Regions from separate parts of the Mus musculus genome. Here region 2 is linked to region 1. The links are chromatin contacts, called in public Micro-C maps. All regions are on one chromosome and are shown on one strand. Each heading gives the region's core, a stretch centred on a gene start, on an enhancer-like site or on the middle of the called end of the contact. The rest is flanking DNA. Distances are from core to core; before and after follow the strand shown. Region 1 holds the start of 2200002D01Rik (RIKEN cDNA 2200002D01 gene). Region 2 overlaps Sipa1l3 (signal-induced proliferation-associated 1 like 3).

Region 1 (4,719 bases), core at 1,588-4,087:
CCCCGGGTGATGCTCAGGGGACATCTCTTCCGGCAGGTTCTCCCCAGACCTCCTGGGACTGCAGGCGAGCTCAGCTCTGGCCTGGCTGACTCTGGAAGTCGTAGCAATCCTGCTCAGTCTCTACCTGGTCACTGTCAACACCGACCTCACCACCATTGACCTGGTGGCCTTCTTGGGCTACAAATATGTGGGGTGAGTGCTCCTGCCCTGCCTGCCAGTCCCAGACCTTGGCCTCTTCACACTGATTCTCCCCTCCCCCCTTCCCCCTCAGGATGATTGGCGGCGTCCTCACGGGTCTGCTCTTTGGAAAGATCGGCTACTACCTGGTGCTTGCCTGGTGCTGTGTGTCCATCTTTGTATTCATGGTGAGTGGGGATCAGGGCGGGCAAGGCTGAGGCCCCAGGCTTCCCAGGCAGGCTTGGGGAGGTCTTTGGAGCATCCAAGTACCAAATCTGGGGGCTAGGAGAGCCTCCTGGAAGAGGCAGACTCTGTGCGCCCTTCTGAGAGCAAGAGCCAGCCTGGATGCTAGGCTAGGGCCAGGGTTGCCCAGTACACAGGCTCTGCTTGGGCTCTCACTCTTACTTCTGTCTCTGTATGCTGGGCTTTCTGCCAATATGCCCCTGAGTCCCTCCAGCTGTGGTAAAATACTGACTAGGGGCCATGTTTGGACTGCCGTGTACTCGGAGTGAATCACCTCCTCTACTTAAGCCTCAGTTTCTTTTGTAAAATGGGATGCCTGGTGACTGCACCGGAGTCTTGGGAGGATTTAGACCGAGCATGAGGGGGAAGCAGAGGGTAACACGGGCCCTGGTCCACAAGCATAAGCCTTGTCATCATGTTACTTTAAGGGAGCTGGGAGATGGCTCCATCAGTAAGGAAGACCTGACTTCAATCCTTGGACCCCACATTAAAAAAAAAAAGAGCCCAAAGTAGATCTATTCTTATAATCTCAGAGCTAGGAATGTGGGGCTCATTGGTACCAGCCTAGCCTACTTGGTAAAGGGTCCTCTAACTCCCACAAATATAGGTACACACACACACACACACCCCCAAAGAAACATCGGGAACAGTGAGGTGGCTAAGCAGGTGAAGGGCGCTCGCTACCAAGCTCCTGCAGGCTGCGCTGACGTGCATACCAGGGCTCAAGTAGATCCATCACCAGGAACTCGAGGCCACCTTGGTCTACATGTCAAGATCCTGCCTCCCAGAGAGAAAGAGCGCGGGAGGGGGAGAAGGAGGGGGAGGAAGGCATCTGAGCCAAACCAAAAAGGAAATAGCTCTTCTAGTTTGTCTTCTGGAGCTGGCGTGTTTTGGGAGTGTTACTCTGTGGTAGGGCACTGGGCTAGTGTCTGTGAGGATCTGCGTTGCGTGAAGGCAACTGTCTCCCAGTAGGTGGAAGCAGCTAGGCCATGCTCTTCAGGCCGGGATCTACAATTCTTAGCCTCTCTTCTGGCCTTTGCCTCTGCAAAGGTTTGCTCACAGGGCTTGGGGGAGGTAGCTATTCAAAAGACCCTTCTAGGAACACAAACTGGAGGCCACAGAGGGGCAGGGACTCATCCCGAGCTGCCTGGCACTTACGGGACCCCCACTTTACCCTTACCACCCAGATCCGGACACTGCGGCTCAAGATCCTGGCCCAGGCAGCGGCCGAAGGAGTGCCAGTGCGTGGGGCGCGGAACCAGCTGCGCATGTACCTGACTATGGCAGTGGCAGCTGCGCAGCCGGTACTCATGTACTGGCTCACCTTCCACCTTGTACGGTGAGCTGCGGCCTGGCCTCCAGCTCCCACACTCATCTCGCTTGACCAGGGCTCCCGCCCTCCAGGCCCGCGCCCTCCTTCCTAGCCAAGGTGCTCATGTCGCCTACTGCACACCCGCAACAATAAACCTGATGGGCTCGGCGCAGCCTCCACTTCTGACCGGCAGAGGGCGCTGGGGAGCGGAAAGGGCTGCAAGTTTAATAAGTCAATGGGGGGCCTTCTTCTCCTTCTTCTCCTTCTCCTTCTTCTCCTTCTTCTCCTTCTTCTCCATCTTCTCCTTCTTCACCTTGGGTTTCTTGGCCTTGTCTGAGGAGCGTTCATGCTTCTTGCAGCCAGCGGCATACTCCTGGAGAGCCAAGGACGGTGGGTAGGAGAGGAGGTGGCCCGGTTGAAAGCTGTACTGGACCCGCCCCACTCACCTCGGCAAGGAGCCTAACGTGACCCTGACCGCAGCGGGGCCTGGGTCTGAGGTGCGAGAGGACACACTGGGAGAGGGACCGTCTCTTACCTTCCCCTCTGCCTCTGAGTCGCTGGAGCTGCTACTGCTGCTGGAGTCGGAGGAGCTGCCAGAGACACGCTAGATGGGGGTTGGGGAGGGAGTGGTTACAGTGAGGACAGGGACCCACTCGAGCAGCTTCCAACCCAAACTGGAAGGCTGATGTGTGGCCGAGGACCAAGGACGGAAGCCAGTTCTCATCTCGGGCCCTCGGGACTCGGTGCCGGTGATGAAGTGACTTACCCTCGGCTTGTGAGCAGCGCCTGCCTCTGGCCCGCCCGGCGCTTTAAGAGGACAGTGTTTGGGGTCTCCCACATGGCCTGCCCCCTCTGGCTTCTTAGAACCAGGGCCCAGGGCTGCGGAGGAGAGGGGAGTTACATGGTTATGTAGGCGACGTAGCTTCCCTTCAGTATTCCCAGGCTCTGAGTCTGGCCCCTTACACAGCAAATCCACCACTCCCCGGGGAACTTACCTGCGGCCAAGTCAAACTCCATGGCGGTGACCAGTCTGGATGGCCGGAAACTTTAGGCAGAGCCTAGGGCAGGGGGTGGGACTGCACGACCTGCCCATCTCAGGAATTCCGCGAAGCCTCACCCTCCGGACCTTTGTCCCTCAGCTCCCTGGCCCTGACTCACTGCACTGGCGCTCCCGGCTCCACCCAGACTTTCCTAAGTGGGAAGTGGGGTTAGAAGTGGCTGTAGGTGTCTGGGAGAAAGGGGGTGAGACTAGTCATCAGTTGGTCCCTTTGCGGGGGTACTTGCTTCCGGAAAGCCGTTCCGTACACTGAACAAAGTTAAAGTGCATTCTGGGAGCAACGAGGTCTGGTTCTCAGCTCCTCCGAGCTGAGATAAGTAGTGTCTGAAGAATTTGGTGGCCAGACTAGTGCGCCCTGGCGGCAGCTGAAAAGCACCAGCAAAGTTGTACCCTGGGGTGGTGGGGTTGAATTCCTAGGCTGGTGCTTGGCAGAGTGCATGGTGGTGAAATGTGTTGCGTTGTTTGGGTAAAGGCAGGTGTCTTAATTTGGGCTGTTAAACATAACAGATTAGTGCTTAAGCAGCAGTTTACCTCATAGTCGGCAAGGCTCGGGGCTGGAAGCTAGGCATAGGCAGGGAGAGAGCCCCAGTACAGAGATGGTCTGCTTCCTGCTTCTAGTCTTGGCTCTCCATGTCTGAATATAAGACCTCCAATTTGGGATATGGCTTCACCATGTGACTTTCGGGAACATCAACATTAGTTCTAAGCTAGGTACTGTAAGCCCACTGCTCAGGAGACTGGGGCAGGGGGATTGAAGACTCTATCATAGCCTGGGCTACACAGCATAAGAGTGCTGGGCTTGGTGACACACACCTTTAATTCTAACACTCAGGAGGCAGAGGCAAGTTGAGTTCAAGGCCAGCCTGGCCTTACAGAGTGAGTTCTGTGCCACCCAGCAATATACCTGACTCAAGAAAATAAGGAGGCTGGTGAGGTGGCTCATTGTGTAGAATTGCCAGGTTAATGAGGTGAATCTAATCACCCGGAACCACCTAAGAGAACTCACGCCTGCACACCGTCTTTGGACTTCCACAGGTGCACATCCAGGCACGTGCACACAAAACAAAACACCCACCTGTATATTCCAAAAGTGAGCGCCCACCTCTCAGCAGGAACAGGTGGCTACTTCAAGGATCAAGGTGGCCATGTGCCACCTTGGATGCCTGCTTAATGTCCATTTGCAGAAATGCCTGCACTGGTCATGCAGGCTCCACGCGTGTCATTCCAGCACATACTTGGTGCTTCCCATTACCTGAAAAACTTTATTTTTAAATGTGTGTGTGTGTGTTTGTGGAGGCCTGCTGCTGTCTGTGGAAGCCATCCTTGGGTTTGAGCCACTAGAACAACAAATACCCCTAACCACCTTCTAGCACCTTACCTCTTTACAGTTTAAATTCTTCCCTATAATGATGTTTGCCTATGTATGCACACCTATTCATGCCTGCTGCCTGAAGCCAGAAGGCAGTACAGGGGTCCCTGGAGCTAGGGTTACCCTTGTGAGCCACCATGTAGGTCCTGGAAATCAAACCCAGGTCCTCTGAAAGAGCAGCCAGTGCTCTTCATCGCTGAGCCACCTCTCTAGTACCCACCCACCCTCTTTTTTTGAGACAGGGTCTCAGGTAGACCTATCTGGCCCATTAGTCAATATACAGCCAGAGCTTGTCTTAAATAGCAGTGGACTCTATCTAAAACTCAACACCCACTCCACCAACCAAAGTAGTAAAGGCAAGGAAAAAAAAAAAAACAAAACAGCAGGGCAGAGGAACCGCTAATGTGTTATGTTGGGGAGGGCTTGGATTTGTTGTTTGAGACAAGGTTTCTCTGTGTAGCCCTGCCTGTCCTAGAAGTATAAGACTAGGCTGGCCTCAAACTCAGAGAGCCAGGCGCTGGGATTGAAGGGGTGCACAAGCACTGCCTAATTTTTTTTTTT
Region 2 (4,481 bases), core at 1,372-3,871, 72 kb after region 1:
CTGTGAATTAACTTGTTCTGTGTATTAAACTGGGCCTGACCCCTCTGCCCACAACTGCTTCCATCTCTAACCTCTTTTGGGGTGTCACCAACATGGGAAGCCAAGGGGCCTCACTGGGGTAGAAGCCACTGTGGCTGGCCCCCACCTCTTTGCCCCTACACCATGCCTCCCTGTGGCTTTGTCCCAGCTCCTCCCTGTCTTGCTGGAGAGAAGAGGGGGATGGGGTGGAGGGGCTCCCACCCAGCCAGCTGTGGTTGCCATAGCAACGGGCTGCTGCAGCTGCAGCGGGAGGCAGCTCAAAGAGGGAGGTGGGAGTGAAGACTGGGGGGAAGGGAGGGCTGGAGAGACCAGAAGGCAGCCCCCTCCCTGGCTAGGGTTTGGGAGATAGCACCTCAGCATGGCTGGCTGTCACTTGGGATTCCCTGACCTGGGTGTGGTTAAAAGTGGAGGACAGGAGGACATCTCAAAACACAGGGATTCAAGGAGACAGGCAGGGTGGGGTGGGGGTGGGTGGGGGTGGAGAACCAGGGCAATGGTCAGGAAGGAAGATGGTTCTGAGGCCACAAATGTACTGAATGGAAAAAAAGGACAAAGCTGGAGAGATACACAGATGAAGAGAGAGTCCCAGGAATTCCGAGGGAAGAGGACAGGGACCAGGGACGGGGTGGAGGACTAGTCCAGTAAATAATAGTTTAAAACAAGAAAAAGGAAAAAAAAAAAAAAAAAAAGCCAGGCTTTGGCAAGACCAGGGGAGGGAGAAGTGGACAGCTGTTTGGAGAGACAAGCAGAAAATGTACAAAGTCAGAGGGAGAAAATGAGATAAGGGGACAGGCAAAGCCCCCAGACAAAAGACACGGGAATGAGCGAGACTTTTGGTTGGAAGGCAATAAAGAATGTAAGGGACCGCCATCCAGGATGGTAACACACTATGTGGCTCAGAACTCCAACACTGGAGGCTGAGGCAGGAGGGACGGGGAGTTAGTTACACGTCATCCTGGGCTATAGCATGAGCCTTCTCTTTAGAAAGGGGTGTGGGGGTGCGAACAGACAACAGAAATCTGGAGAGTGCCAGGCAGATGAGGCCAAAGAGATAGGCAGACTGAGGAGAGGTGGGGGAGGGGCATGAAAAACTGGGGCAAGAAAGGGAAGGGACTACGGGGCGCAGTGCAGGCGCCTTCAGGGCTTGGCGTGCGTGTGCGGGTGCGCGTGTGAATTGTGGGGTGTTGGGAGATGGTGGTATGTCTCCCAGGCCAGGAGAGGATGTGAGAACAGTTTGTTCCCGGGTTCCCTCCCCCACTTGGCCCAGGTTGATGGGGGGAGGGCTGGGCTGGATGGGGCCCTGAGGAGGGTGGCGAGTGAGGATGTCTAAGTAGCTGGAAGCCCTTGCAAGGGCTGATTCTCCACTGGATATAGGCAAACACCTTTCGGAAGATATTTGGCGGTGGGGGGTGCGGGTAGGGTGCGAAGGAGGATCAGAGTTCAGCTCAGACCTGAAGAACACAACGACCGCTGATGGGATGGGGTCAGTCCTGTCCAGAGAGGCTGACTTCCCACAGGAGGTGAGTCTTCAGGATCTTCTTGGAACTCCTGAGTCCAAAGTCAGTTTGCCTGGTGCCTCGCCCACCCGCAGATGTCCACAGTTCGGCGAGACACAGACCCAGGACCCCAAGCTTCAAGCCGCCCCCTCTTGTCCTGTCTGGAGGGCCATAGAAATCCTGGTTTTGGCCGAGGCTTCAGGTCCGAGACACTTCCTTTAGCTAGATGACTCTTCCTTTACCTCTGGTCCCCAGGGACCCCTGGGCAGCTCTCCACTGCAATCCATTCCCTGCACTGTTGGCAGAGGGAGGTCCACGGCATGGTGGGACCCAGTGGAGGGATGAGTAGGTGGGGCTGGGCACACAAATGAAGCGGGGGATGGAGAGGGGCGTGGTTTGGGGCCGGGTGGAGGCTTCATACAAATCCCACCAGCATGGCAAGTACTTACTTTACCTGCAATCACCCGTGGTTTTGTTTTGAGACAGACTTCTTTTGTGTAGCCCTAGCTGCCCCCGAACTATGTAGACCAGGATGGCCTCAAACTCACAGATCCACCTCCCTCTGCTGGGGTTAAAGGCGCATGCTATCTTAACTTTGCCTGGCTTTTGTTGTTGTTGTTTTTTAAATATGCCAGAAGAGGGCACTGGGTCTCTTGGGTGTGCTGTCAGGCAACTGTGAGCGGTGAGGACCTGGGGGTCCTCTGGAAGAGCAGCCGGTGCTCTTAACCACAAAGCCACTTCTGGCCCAAAAGTTTTTCTTTTTTCTTCTTCTTTTTTTTAAAAAGGGCTTCATTACCACTTATCTTGCAGTCAGCACAAGGTGGCCTCAAACTTGCTATGTAGCTAAGGAAGACCTTGCACTCCTGACACCCGTTCACCTCTGAGATTCCCGATGTGTACAAACACAACTGGCCTTGAACTCTCGGCGATCCTCCTGCCTCAGAGCGCTGGGATTACAAGTGTGAACCATCACACCTGGCGAAAGGGGCCCATCCCCCATTCCCTTTGAAGACAGGTTCACAGTGCAGCCCTAACTCTCCTAGAACTTACTTCCAACAAGCTGGCCTAGAACACAGAGCTCCTCCCACCTTGCCTCCTGAGCGCTGGGATTAAGGGCTCGGGTTACCATGCTCGCCTTGCAGACCTAGCTTGTTTTAACTTCAGCACATTTTACATCCTGATGGTCAGGTGCCTAGGAAAGCGGCTGGCTGGTAAATGTATGCTGTGCAGCAGGAGTGTGATATGAGCTTAGGAGGAGGGAGCCAGCACTGGCTTCCAGGCAGCTGCAGGAGAACACACCAGCCATTTCTATGAAACGTTTATTTCCTTTGAAACCTCCTGAAACATGCCAGAAATCTCAAGACAGGGATGGGAAGAGGGGGAGGAAAAGACAATAAAGAATGATTAAAACAAAAATCCAAATGGAATAAATCAACCTGGAAAAAAAAGCCTGCTATCTCCAGTCATTACACAGAGTATCAACCTCAAATTAAATAATTTTTTTTTGCAGGAATTCTTACAAAAATAATAGAACAAAAGCAAAAATTAAAATTTACAACTGTCAATGTACATGATTAGGTCCCCCAAATGATTCGAATGGTCTGAAGATATGAGAAGACACATTAAAGAAAGAAATGAAGGGAGGGGGTTGGGGGGAAGGGGGAAGGCTCCAGGTTGGGTTCTGAGAGGAGAGGAAGGGGGAGGGGCTGGAGAACCCTTTAGAAAGGTGATCAGGAGACAGACATCACAGTAGCTGGCCAGGGTTCAGGACACTGGGTGGTCTGGTTTGCCACCATCATTCCATGGTGAGTGGAGGGCATGGCAGGCTGCTCCCTCACAACCAGGGGTTCCCCGGGGGTCAGAGGCAGGTCACAGGGAGCTCTGGATACCCTTTCCTCAAGCCCTGCCCTTCAGCCTGGCCCATCGGGAGCAGAGTGCCTGTTGTGTGTGGTAGTGGGCCCAAAGAGAAGTGATGGGTCCTGGTCTGAGGGCTGGGCCATCTCGTTATGGCTCTGGGTCCAATCTACGCTGCCAACTGTGCCGCCTGCTGCCCCCACGTCCCTCTGAGTCCTCACATTGACCTCCAGCCCACAGGGTTTGGGGAAATCCACAGACTGTGGCCATTCAAACGTGTTCCGGCACAACTCTACATGAAAAAATAAATATATATATATATATATATATTCTTTTCTGTTTGTTTTTAAAGAAGGAAAAAAAGGGGGAGGGGGATTTGTGTTTCCTGGGTGAGCAGCGTGCCCCACTGAGCTGCCCCTTATTGCCTTTGGAGAATCTCTGGGGGCTGGGGGCTGCACTGTGAGTGCTCCCCAGGGAGCACAGTGAGCGTGGCTGGTGTCCACTGGGGGATGGAGTGTGGCCAGGGAGACTTGTAAAAGGAAAGACAACCATACAGGGGGTGAAGGCTCTGCCTCAGCCCTGTCCTCAGGTTCCTCAAAGCCGCTGGCGTAGGGGGCAATGGCCTAGTTGTCCTAGAGGAGGATCCCATGGCTGGCCAGATCAGTAGCTCCAAGGCAGAGGGGCCTGCGGCTGCTTGGAGAGAAGCTGATAAAAAAGATCATATAAACAGTCCTAGCTGTACAAATGGGGTTTCTCAAAGGAGTGGATCTGGGTGCTAATGGGTCCTGTCCATTCTGGGGCCCCAGGAAAATAATTTAAACTCTATGAAAGTGCTCCTGGCTGCTGTGTGGAAGGGGGACTCGGAGGGTGATGTCCATGCTACCTGGAGCCAGTTCACTGGGGATAGAGGAGCCCTGGACTGTCAGGGAGTGGGGGAAGAAAGGGCTCACTTCGTTCCATAGTTCTCATGCAGGGGCTCCTGGGCCCCTCCCACCGACACAGCTCCAGGCAGCTGGGTCCTAGGAATGGGCGCTCCTGTGGCCTGCAAGGCGGCAGGGAGCAGCTGAGAGGGGCCTGAGACTAGTGCCTGGC

What was found. Hi-C and Micro-C count contacts between places; a contact is called where the count stands out from the background.
Region 2: a Micro-C map of embryonic stem cells shows a contact between it and region 1, with 2.0 times the contacts expected there. The contact joins the enhancer-like site here to the promoter of 2200002D01Rik in region 1. A contact is called at or near these places in 1 of 484 Hi-C or Micro-C datasets (embryonic stem cells), 2 of 115 datasets of contacts at active chromatin or transcription factors (the SCID.adh cell line and pancreatic cancer cells) and 3 of 9 other capture datasets (adipose tissue, liver and pancreatic islet).

The regions. Positions count from the first base shown.
Region 1 is chr7:29,245,630-29,250,348 of GRCm38.p6, forward strand. It overlaps 2200002D01Rik (RIKEN cDNA 2200002D01 gene), which reads right to left and starts at 2,838. Exons shown (of 4, transcript NM_028179.1): 1 at 2,728-2,838; 2 at 2,499-2,611; 3 at 2,268-2,336; 4 at 1,892-2,105. The coding sequence starts at 2,749. The coding sequence ends at 1,965. It overlaps Yif1b (Yip1 interacting factor homolog B (S. cerevisiae)), which reads left to right. Exons shown (of 8, transcript NM_001110201.1): 6 at 37-192; 7 at 272-365; 8 at 1,608-1,903. The coding sequence ends at 1,763.
Region 2 is chr7:29,317,535-29,322,015 of GRCm38.p6, forward strand. It overlaps Sipa1l3 (signal-induced proliferation-associated 1 like 3), which reads right to left. Exons shown (of 23, transcript NM_001081028.1): 23 at 2,844-4,481. Dpf1 (D4, zinc and double PHD fingers family 1) reads left to right here. Exons shown (of 12, transcript NM_001368371.1): 12 at 1-52. Among named protein-coding and RNA genes, the nearest start is that of Dpf1, 12 kb to the left of the region's middle. Within about 2 kb of position 2,622, at least 41 of the 459 cell types and tissues checked have an H3K27ac peak or open chromatin away from gene starts, as enhancers often do. A contact at or near this core is called in the SCID.adh cell line and embryonic stem cells, where this site is marked.